Regions from separate parts of the Macaca mulatta genome. Here region 1 is linked to region 2. Evidence: chromatin contacts called from public Hi-C data. All regions are on one chromosome and are shown on one strand. The core of a region is the stretch at or near the end of the contact, and the rest is flanking DNA. Distances in the headings are between cores, read along the strand shown.

Region 1 (5,083 bases), core at 2,422-4,921, 210 kb before region 2:
TTTTCATTTATTGAGGGGTTCTGTGTATTCCTTAATTTTACACCACCTCAGAAATGCATTCAGAATCTAATTGAAATTACTTTTGAAAGGAAGATTGTTCTATCACTTGTATGCACTATGCCTTTAGCTTCCAGTGCTTCACCATAGTACAAAGTATATTTACATTTCATTTATAAGATAATGGGGCATGAGATATCCAAACGCGTATCCTTTTGTGTGCTCAAAAATATTTTTCTGCTTTTATTTTGGAAAGAGATAACATTTAAAATATGTATCTCCTTAAATGACTGATTTCTTGTAAACAGAGATAGTTTTCAAAAATTCTAATTCTTCCCTTTATCAGTTAGTTTTCTACCAATTTATTATATGGATGAAGTCAAAGAACTGGCTGAATTCCACTTTTTGATTTTCCTGTTTTCCTTCGGCTTTTCTATACTAGAGAGAATTGAAAATACCAACATACTGTATAGACCAGAAGGGGTTCCACATTATGGCTCCACTGTAATGTCACTCGCTCATTTAAGACATTTACGTGCCGGGCGCGGTGGCTCAAGCCTGTAATCCCAGCACTTTGGGAGGCCGAGACGGGCGGATCACGAGGTCAGGAAATCGAGACCATCCTGGCTAACACGGTGAAACCCCGTCTCTACTAAAAAATACAAAAAACTAGCCGGGCGAGGTGGCGGGCACCTGTAGTCCCAGCTACTCCAGAGGCTGAGGCAGGAGAATGGCAGGAACCCGGGAGGCGGAGCTTGCAGTGAGCTGAGATCAGGCCACTGCACTCCAGTCTGGGCGACAGAGCCAGACTCCGTCTCAAAAAAAAAAAAAAAAGACATTTACGTTTCTTGAACTTCAGTTATCTCAATGGTCCCATTTCGGAGAGATGTATCAAATAAAATGAGATAATCTGTAACCATTTTACAGATTAAAGTACTATCTAAAAGATGATCAGGCCAGGCGTGGTGACTCACGCCTGTAATTCCAGCACTTTGGGAGGCCAAGGCGGGTGGATTACCTGAGGTCAGGAGTTCGAGACCAGCCTGGCCAATGTGGTGAAACCCCATCTCTACTAAAAAATAAAAAATTAGCCACGTGTGGTGGCACACGCCTGTAGTCCCAGCTACTTGGAAGGCTGAGACAGGAGAATCACTTGAACCCGGGAGGTGGAGGCTTCAGTGAGCCAAGATGGTGCCACCGCACTCCAGTCTAGGTGACACAGAGCAAGATTCCGACTCAAAAAAAAAAAAAAAAAAAGAGCAAAACAGTACAGTAGAAAGTACTGTTGGTGGCCTTGGCGCGGTGGCTCATGCCTGTAATCCCGGCACTTTAGGAGGCCGAGACAGGCGGATCACCTGAGGTCAGGAGTTCGAGACCAGCCTGGCCAACATGGCAAAACCCCATCACTACTAAACAAACAAACAAACAAAAATACAAAAATTAGCCAGGTGGGGTGGCAAGCACCTGTTATCCCAGCTACTTGGGAAGCTGAGGCAGGGAGAATTGCTTGAACCCGCGAGGCAGAGGTTGCAGTGAGCCAACACATGCCACTGCACTCCAGCCTAGCCAACAGAGCGAGACATTGTCTCAAAAAATAAAGAAAAAAAGAAAGAAAGTACAGCTGGCAACAAAAAACAAATATATTCACTTGGAAGACTGTTGGCACAATGCTACTTCAAATATTCACAAATCTTTAACTGTTGAACTATATTTATATTCATTTGAATATAATGAAATTAAAAGTACAGGGGCAGGCCAGGCACAGTGGCTCATACCTGTAAGCCCAGCACCTGGGAAGCCAAAGTAAGAAACTTGCTGGAGGCCAGGAGTTGAAGATCAGCCCTACAACATAGTAAGTCCCCATCTCTATGCAAAAATTTTAAAAATACAGGTGAAATTATAAAACATTAGTTACACATAATTAGTGGTAAATGAAAAAATCTAAAATGAAGTTTCTAGATAAGCATAAATTAATATATGCTATATAAAAAGAGAAAATGGGAAATCTCATTTTAGAAAAATATCTAATTGTAAATTTCACTCAGAAACTAGTGACTAGAAAATAATTTTGCCAAAGACAATTTGGAAAATGTACTTTCGTAAGTCTGCCCAGACTACCACTATCTATTCTATTTCAGTGTTTTCCAAGTGAGGTCCAAGAGGTAATCAAAAGATAACTTTGCTACAGTTACTGTACTTGCAATGTTTGTTTAAAATGCTGTTATCTGGGCCACATTCCAGATCCATTCAATCAATAATCTGGAGGCCGGAGAATCTGCATTTTAACATGTTCCCCAACACCAAAAAGTCTGCCCCTTTTATTTTTATGGTTCACAGACACAAATGGACCATTCAGGCACTCTGGGATTTAGTGCAGGGTACCATAAAACCATGAAATAAAGTGACTCAATTCAGAAAAACATGTTTTCACGGTTACACTCATAGTCAACCTTCAATTTTTCTTAGATGAGCACTAATTGCTTCAAATGACATCTCCCCCTCATTATCAGGCCCCCTGAGACTTTCGTTTTATTTTTTTGGCCCTTGCAGCAGGTGCAGACAACAGGCAGCAGCACCTGGCAATCAATTCAAATTCTACTGAATAGAAGCAAACACCTCTCTGAAGGCGAAAGGATCTGGTCAGCTAAGCCTCGGATTTCTAGCACATTGAGAACACTTGTAATCATCTCTTCACATCACCAGCCAGCCAGCACCTCACGACTGCCTGAGCCAGAGCCTCCATCCACGAGCCACAACGCCAGACTCAGACCCCCCAGTCTCGTACTGGGACTTAAGTGGCGATGCCACTTGGCAGACACAGCTCAGCTGGGTAAAAACAAAGCAATCTTGAGCAAGGGAAGGTGCTCGAGGAAGGGTAAAAGCCCAGAAAGCTCTAGTCCGAAAGTTCAAGTGAGTGAAGTCTTGTCCCCTCCCAATTCCTCTGAGCCTGGCGGGGCCTCGGGGGTCTGCGGAGTGCCCCCTACTCTCAGTCTCCCTCCCTCGCTAACTCCTGAAGGGAAGGACGACACCGTTTCTCTAGGCGCTCGACCCCTTCGCAAGACAGCCGAGGGGGTTCATGCCCGTCTCATCTCCCGCCACACTCCCAGCCGCTTAAAACATCGAGAGGAAAAAACGAAAACAGCTCAGGGGACCGTCACCATCTTCCTCTTTTGACTGCCATTACCCGGAGTGTCGTCGTCCCCCCGCCCTGCGGGCGGTTCGCAGATGTTTCCCGCACTGGACGGTCAGGTCTCTGCTCCCCGGGTTTTCTGCTCACCAGAAATCACCTCTGTTCCGGCCCGGCCCGGCCTGGCCCTCCCCGCACCACAGCCACGGCCCGTGTGTAGCGGCCGCGGGTGTTCGGCCGGGGGTTCCCGGCCCGCCATCACTCGGGCTTACCTGCGCCTCGACGACACTCCGGAGGAAGCTCAGGGTGACCAGTAGCTGCACCGCGGCCGCTGCCCCCTGCCCAGCGCCTGCCCGGCGGACCCCTTGGCTCATGCTGATCTCTCCCCACGCCGCTGCCAGCCGGGTCCCTCGGGGCCGGGGAACGGCGGGCGGCCCGGGCGACGACCCAAGGGGACGGTTCCCAGCGGCCGAGCGGCTCCAGGATCAGAGGTTTGCACGCCGGTCCAGAGGCGGGAGACTCTCCGAAATACCCGGCAGCTGCGAGTGAGGCAGGAAAGGCAAGCTCCCCTACATCATCCCCCAGACGGCCCCGCCCCCAGCTCGCTCGGCTCATCGGCCACGCCCCCCGAGCGCGGGGCCTTGTGGGAGTTGTGGTCCTGGGAGGCCGCTTAGGCGCTGCGGCAGGAAGGCGGAGCCGACAAACTAGAGGACTCGGGAACTACAACTGCGAAAGCCGCTCCGCCTCCCCGAGGCCTCGGACTCCACGGCGGCCAATGAGGCGGGACCACGCGGGCCTCCAAAACACCCGGAGGTGCGGGCGGGGGAAGAGGGGCGACCTCTTCTCCGGGAAACCAGGCTGGGGACCTCCCTGCGTCGGTCCGTGCTGTGGCTCCCGCCAGGCTCCAGGATTCACCCAGTATGCGGGAGAGTTAGGAACTAACGGTGCGGGATCTTTGACTTTCGGTCTGAAGCGTATTCTTTGTCTCATCATTTTCCTGTAGCCTGACATCTGCTGTGGGTGCCTATGTAAGCCACCTGTGACTTGTAGAGGTGGCTTCGGCTTTTTTTTAATTTCATGCACCCTAGATGTGGATGTCATGTCCTGCCCTGCCCCCGCCCGACTCCTAGATTGACACGTGCAAGTATAACACATGCTGAAGAATGAAGACAAACCGAAAGGTTTATGATGAAATATGGGGATGGGGTAAAACAGAAAAACTTAGAGTGACATAGTTTGGGCGCAGATCCCAACTCTAAAACATTCTAGTTAGTTATTGGGCCTTAATTCCCACCCCATATCTTGTTCTAGGGCTACATAAGATTAGATGCAGAAAAACCTGAGTATAGTGCCTAGCACCTAGGAAGTACTCAATAAATGGTAACTGCTATTAGTTTTATTAATGTCTTTGATTTCTACAAAACGAATAATACATCTCCCTTGTGTTTATGTGGCAAGTATTAGTTTCTCATTGATGCTATAAGAAGCTATCACACATTTAGTTGCATACAACAAAAGAAATTCATTATCTTATAGTTCCGGAGATCAGGAGTCCAAAATGGACCTGTAGGGCTGTGTTGCTTTTGGAGGCTCTCGGGGACAATGTGTTTCCTTACCTTTTCCAGCTTCCAGAGGCCACCTGCATTTCCTGCCTCATGACCTCACATTATGGTCACATCTTCTTCACTCCTTCTGCTTCCCTCGTCACATGCCTTCTCTTGTGACCCTAGCTCTTCTGTCTCTCTTGTATAAGGACCCTTGTGATTACATTGGTTACAGACCATCCTATCTCAAAATCCTTAACTTAATCACATCTGCAAAGTCCCTTTTGCCATGTTGGATAATATATTCACAAGTTCCAGAGATTAGGATAAGGATCTATAAATAGAGGGCCATTAATTAGCCTACCACATAGTGGTTTATACCTTTCAGAACCAGCAGAGCATTAAACCAAATGCA
Region 2 (4,843 bases), core at 662-3,161:
TGAACAACAGTGCCAAATGAGGGAGATATTTCTAGGAATAAGTTCTTAGGATTTATGAACATTTTAATCCAGATTTTCTTTGTTCACTCTCTGGCCCTTTTACTCAGCCCCATTTGTGCCTAAATATGACTTACGAAAGAAACACAGCATTTATGTGTACTTATTTCAACTTATTTTAGCTTTGTAAAGGAGAAGTACTAGGTAGACTCAGGGCCCAGCTTGGTGACTCACGTCTGTAATTTCAGCATTGTGGGAGGCCAAGGCAGGAAGATACTGTGAGCCCAGGAGTTTGTGACCAGCCTGGGCAACATAGTGGACCCCGTCTCTACAAAAAAAAATTTTTTAAATTAGCTGGGCATAGTGGTGTGTGTCTGTAGTCCCAGCTACTCCTGAGGCTGAGGTGGGAGGATCACTTGAGAGAAACCCTGTCTCAAAGGGGGTGGGGGCGGGGGAGACTCAGGCAGAATTGTGAAGATATTCAGTTGCTCCTGACTTTATCAATAATCTAACACTTCAACCTAACATTGATATCTATTTTATGCAAAGCATTACACTATGCACTGGGGAATGTATAAGACAAGTTCATTCTCAAACTACAGTCGAGTTGGACAGATAAAACACACGACACACACCAGAAGATAACTATAAATCCAAGGCAGTGTATGTCAAGGGTAAATTCACTTATTCAAATTGGATCTTGAGAAGTGTATCTAACTTGGAAAATGGGTAAGGAGGAGAGAAAAGCAACAGTGAATCAGAACATGAGTTCCCAGTTATGGGACTTGTAATGAATTCCTCGATTAAAATAAAAAATAATGAAAACAAAAGCCAAGGAGGAGAAAGCCCATGTTGGTGACACTAAAATATATCTTTCCAAACAAATGTGGATAAAAGTTAAGTAGAGAAGATGAGAACTTTGAGGTCCCTAACACAAAACAAACAATAAGCAGCAAGCCATTCCAAGTGGCTGACATGACTTTGTTTCAAACTTTATTTATATTTCTGGCTGGTGTGTTTACAGCCAATAGGTCAAACTATCAGTGTAGAGCCCTGAGAAGTTGGGTATTTACGGAGCATCTAATACGCACAGAATTGTGCTCCATACTGCTTAAACTGTTCCCTAAGTGTCCAATTTGGAGAAAACACCCACGCGCAGGGTAACTAGCGAGTGACGCGGAGTGGCTGCGAGTCCATGTTATCACTAACGGATGGGGCGCTTTGAGCTGGGCACAGTCCAAGGTACTGAACCCTTCCCCCAGTTTCGCCTACATCCAGAGGTGTGTACCTTCAAAAAGCAGTGCCTTCAGGTCTCTTCTGGCACTGTCTGGACTCCGTTCCGAGGCAGACGAGGAAGCTGAGAAAACCCTGGCATTGACCCCGTGGACCTGGGCGCCCCGGGAAGGCCAGCGCTGGGTCCAGGCAGGCGGGGCCTGTGCGGTGATCACCCCGGGTCCCGGAAAGTCCCAGCCCTGAGCGCCCTCCTAGACCTGGAGGCCTGGAACAGCCAAGTGGACGTTGGCCCACTTGCTGCGGAAGAGAAAGCCTTTCTCTTCTTTCCTTCCCATTTTCCTACCACCTTCCACCCACTCCGCCTTCGGGGCAAAGGCAGCCAGATCCACCCAGGACACATTCTTTGTCCTTATCTTCTGTGCTCTCCCACAGCAAGCCAGTCGCGGTCCAAGGCCCCAGAGGCTGTGCAGGAGGCCGAGCTGGGTGGCGATCAGTGGCGGGTCCCTGTCCAAAATCCAGCAGAGCCGCCAGGGACGCTCCATACACAGACGGCGCAGCGCGGGTAGGGTGGGGAGACCACAGCGGGAGAGCCAGGAAGTGAACGAGGACTGACTCCTGTCGCTTCCCGTAGCCGCCCACGGACGCCCCAGCCGGGAACCGGACGGCACCTAGCGGCTGACAAACAACTTGCTCCGTGGAGCGCCTGAAACACCAGTCCTTGGGTGAGTAGCGCGACCCCCGGCCACTGGGACAGTCGCTAGGGGAGTGGCTGCTCTGAGGGCCTCGCCAGTGGAGGATGGCATTCGGATGTCACGCCTCCTAAATCACAATTTGATGGGTGGGACAGTGTCCAGTCCACCCCAACCCGCAGGTCCTCACCGCGGCAGAGCCGGGGCTGGGTGGCGGGGACGCTGCCTCTGCAGGCGAGGTTGCTCCGGGGCATAAGGGGTTATCAGGAGTCGCGGCCTTTCTTGTACATCCCTGGCTGGAGTCAGGCTGTTTGTCCTGGGGTGTCTCCTCGCTGCAAATCCACCGCACCTGTGCTGCTTTCTACCCTGTTCCCTCCTAACCTGAGGCCTAGAGCCACCTTCAAGTGGAGGAATCTGGGGAAGCTTCCGTCCCGGAATTTGTAGTGACATTGCTTTCCCTCCCTCTAACACGCGCTTTAGGATGCCGAGTCATTTGACTGCAGTATTAAACATTACAAAGGGCAAGTCATGTGACTTCCTTTGACCGTACGTGAAACTTAAGTGATGGCTTCTTGTGATGCATACGAAGTGGTCATGCTGGCGGGACCTGTCCCTGGGGATACTTCAGGGGTTGCGTGATTTAATGCAAGCCGATGATTTAAATTGGGTCACTCGCTGGTTATCACACATGTGTATGGCAACTCGGCATCCATTCTTTTTGCTCTTGTTCTTGCTTCCTGTATTGAGTCACGGAGCCAGAGTTTTGAGGTTTTGACTAACGAATTAAGTTAATGACATAGACTGGGGTTATATTTAGGTGGTAAACCAAGAGGGGTACAGTTTTTTTCTTAATAAAGAAAAAGTAATAGATTTGATCGGTGTGTATTGTTGGTGTGCGGTATAATGACAATTGCTGGAAGTAAAATACAGGAAGCTCTAGTTTCGTTTCCCCTTTAGTTCTGCTTAAAGTCATCGAGTTTTTCCTAGAGTTATTAAATGTAGTGTCCATGGGTGCTTTTATCTTAAAAAATGTGGCTAATGCTTTCCAACACTCCCCTGCCCTGTGATTTTTTTTTTTAAAGCAGCAGAGAAAATTGTATCTTAATAGTATTAAAATTATTGGATTTCCACACCTTGATTTGTTTAAATTGGAGGAAGAAGAGCAATTCTTTTTATTCACAATAATAATAGCTAACATAGCACTTACTCTTTCACTATTTTATTAACTCAATCCTCAGAACAAACCAATGATGTGAATACTGTAATTATTGTCCTTTTATGGAAATGAAAAGTGAAATGAATACCTCTGATAATTGTACAGGACTGTTTGATTAGTAATGGCCATTAATTAATTAGTTTGTTTTTTTGAGATGGAGCCTCGTTCTGTTGCCCAGGCTGGAGTGCAGTGGCACGATCTTGACTCACTTCAACCTCCACCTCCCAGGTTTAAGCAATTCTCCTGTCTCAGCCTCCTGAGTAGCTGGGACTGCAGGTGCATGCCACCACATCTGGCTAATTTTTGTATTTTTAGTAGAGATGGGATTTCACCATATTGTTCAGGCTGGTCTCGAACTCCTGACCTCAGGTGATCCACCCGCCTTGGCCTCCCAAAGTGCTGGGATTACAGGCGTGAGCCACCATGCCTGGCCTATTTTAGTATTTTTAATAATAAATTCCATGTTAGAAATTTTCTACTGATGTATTTTCTAAGTCAGTATTTCCTACACTCACAATCCAAAATTGTTTAGTATATGAGCACACTGGTAAGAATGGGAGGCAGATCTTTGATTGTAATAACATTCTATTATTTGGTAAATATCAGTAACATAATGTATAATTTAAATTTTAAAATAGGATATGAAGAAAAATGCTGCATGCTTACTTTTCTTTTCCTCTGTTTTTACTTTACACAGGGCCAGTGCCTCAGTTTCAATCCAGGTAACCTTTAAATGAAACTGGCCTAAAATCTCAGGTCATACACAGAAGAGACTCCAACAAGAAGCTGGAAAAGGATGATGTTGTCATTAAACAACCTACAGAATATCATCTATAACCCGGTAACTGAGTTCTAGAAAACAACGTTTTACCTATGCCAGGATTGAGAGCAGATCCAATACAATATTAATTATCCATTGGGAGACAGGGCAAAAATAAAAGCCAGCGAACATATTTAAAGCACCTACTATGTAATAGGGATGGTGGTGGGCGCTGACTACAAAACAGCTGTCGTCCTCTAGTGGAGGAAGAAGTCACGATGGCAATATGACGTGATGAAACAGTGTTATAAACAGGGAACGTCTGGGTAGAGTGGAGGGAATGCCAACTTTTGGTAATGGGAGGAGGCTCAGCTAATCATAAATTTTAGTTTTTAAAGGCAAATGGATTTCTTACTCTACAAGTTTTTCATTTTCTTTTTTAATTAGAGCTGTCCATGAGAAGTTAGTGTCCCGATCTTTCCCTCAGCCTTTCAAATACTGCTTGGCACTTGAGCAGGGAAAATGTCAAAAGCCAGTGGGGAGACGGAGAGTGAGAAGTAGTAAAGGGTCTCGTGCAGTTCAGGCTGGTCCTAGAACCCCTGAATGACTGTAATTGCTGGAAATTGCCCTGTAATCCTAAGCAGTAAAGAGCTTGTTTTAGTTTTATGTGGTGGTGAGAATCTTTAGGAATGTCTAGTTTCCACTTATTTGAAGCTGACTCCTGAATTGAGGTCTGGGAAAGGACAGCCACTTTTTTAGTAAACCCCCTAGAAGATTCTTGGGCAAAAGGAAGGGCGAGAATCCTTGAAATAAGGCCCTAAACCAGTTTTGTTAGTGTGTGTGGGTTCAAGTTTTTGTCATTTACTTTATAGCTGTAATTCCTTTTTCCCTAAGTTTTAATGTCATTGTGTAAGAATGAGGTATCACTGCTGTATCAAGCAAAGTCAG

What was found. A called contact is a pair of places that touch in the nucleus more often than the background predicts.
Region 1: a Hi-C map of fetal cortex germinal zone shows a contact between it and region 2, with 3 times the contacts expected there. The contact joins the promoter of ERO1B here to the promoter of LGALS8 in region 2. A contact is called at or near these places in 2 of 14 Hi-C or Micro-C datasets (fetal cortex germinal zone and liver).

What each region holds. Positions count from the first base shown.
Region 1 is chr1:12,768,441-12,773,523 of T2T-MMU8v2.0, reverse strand. It overlaps ERO1B (endoplasmic reticulum oxidoreductase 1 beta), which reads right to left and starts at 3,671. Exons shown (of 16, transcript XR_013416001.1): 1 at 3,397-3,671.
Region 2 is chr1:12,556,751-12,561,593 of T2T-MMU8v2.0, reverse strand. LGALS8 (galectin 8) reads left to right here and starts at 1,911. Exons shown (of 10, transcript NM_001266745.1): 1 at 1,911-1,952; 2 at 3,833-3,976. The coding sequence starts at 3,932.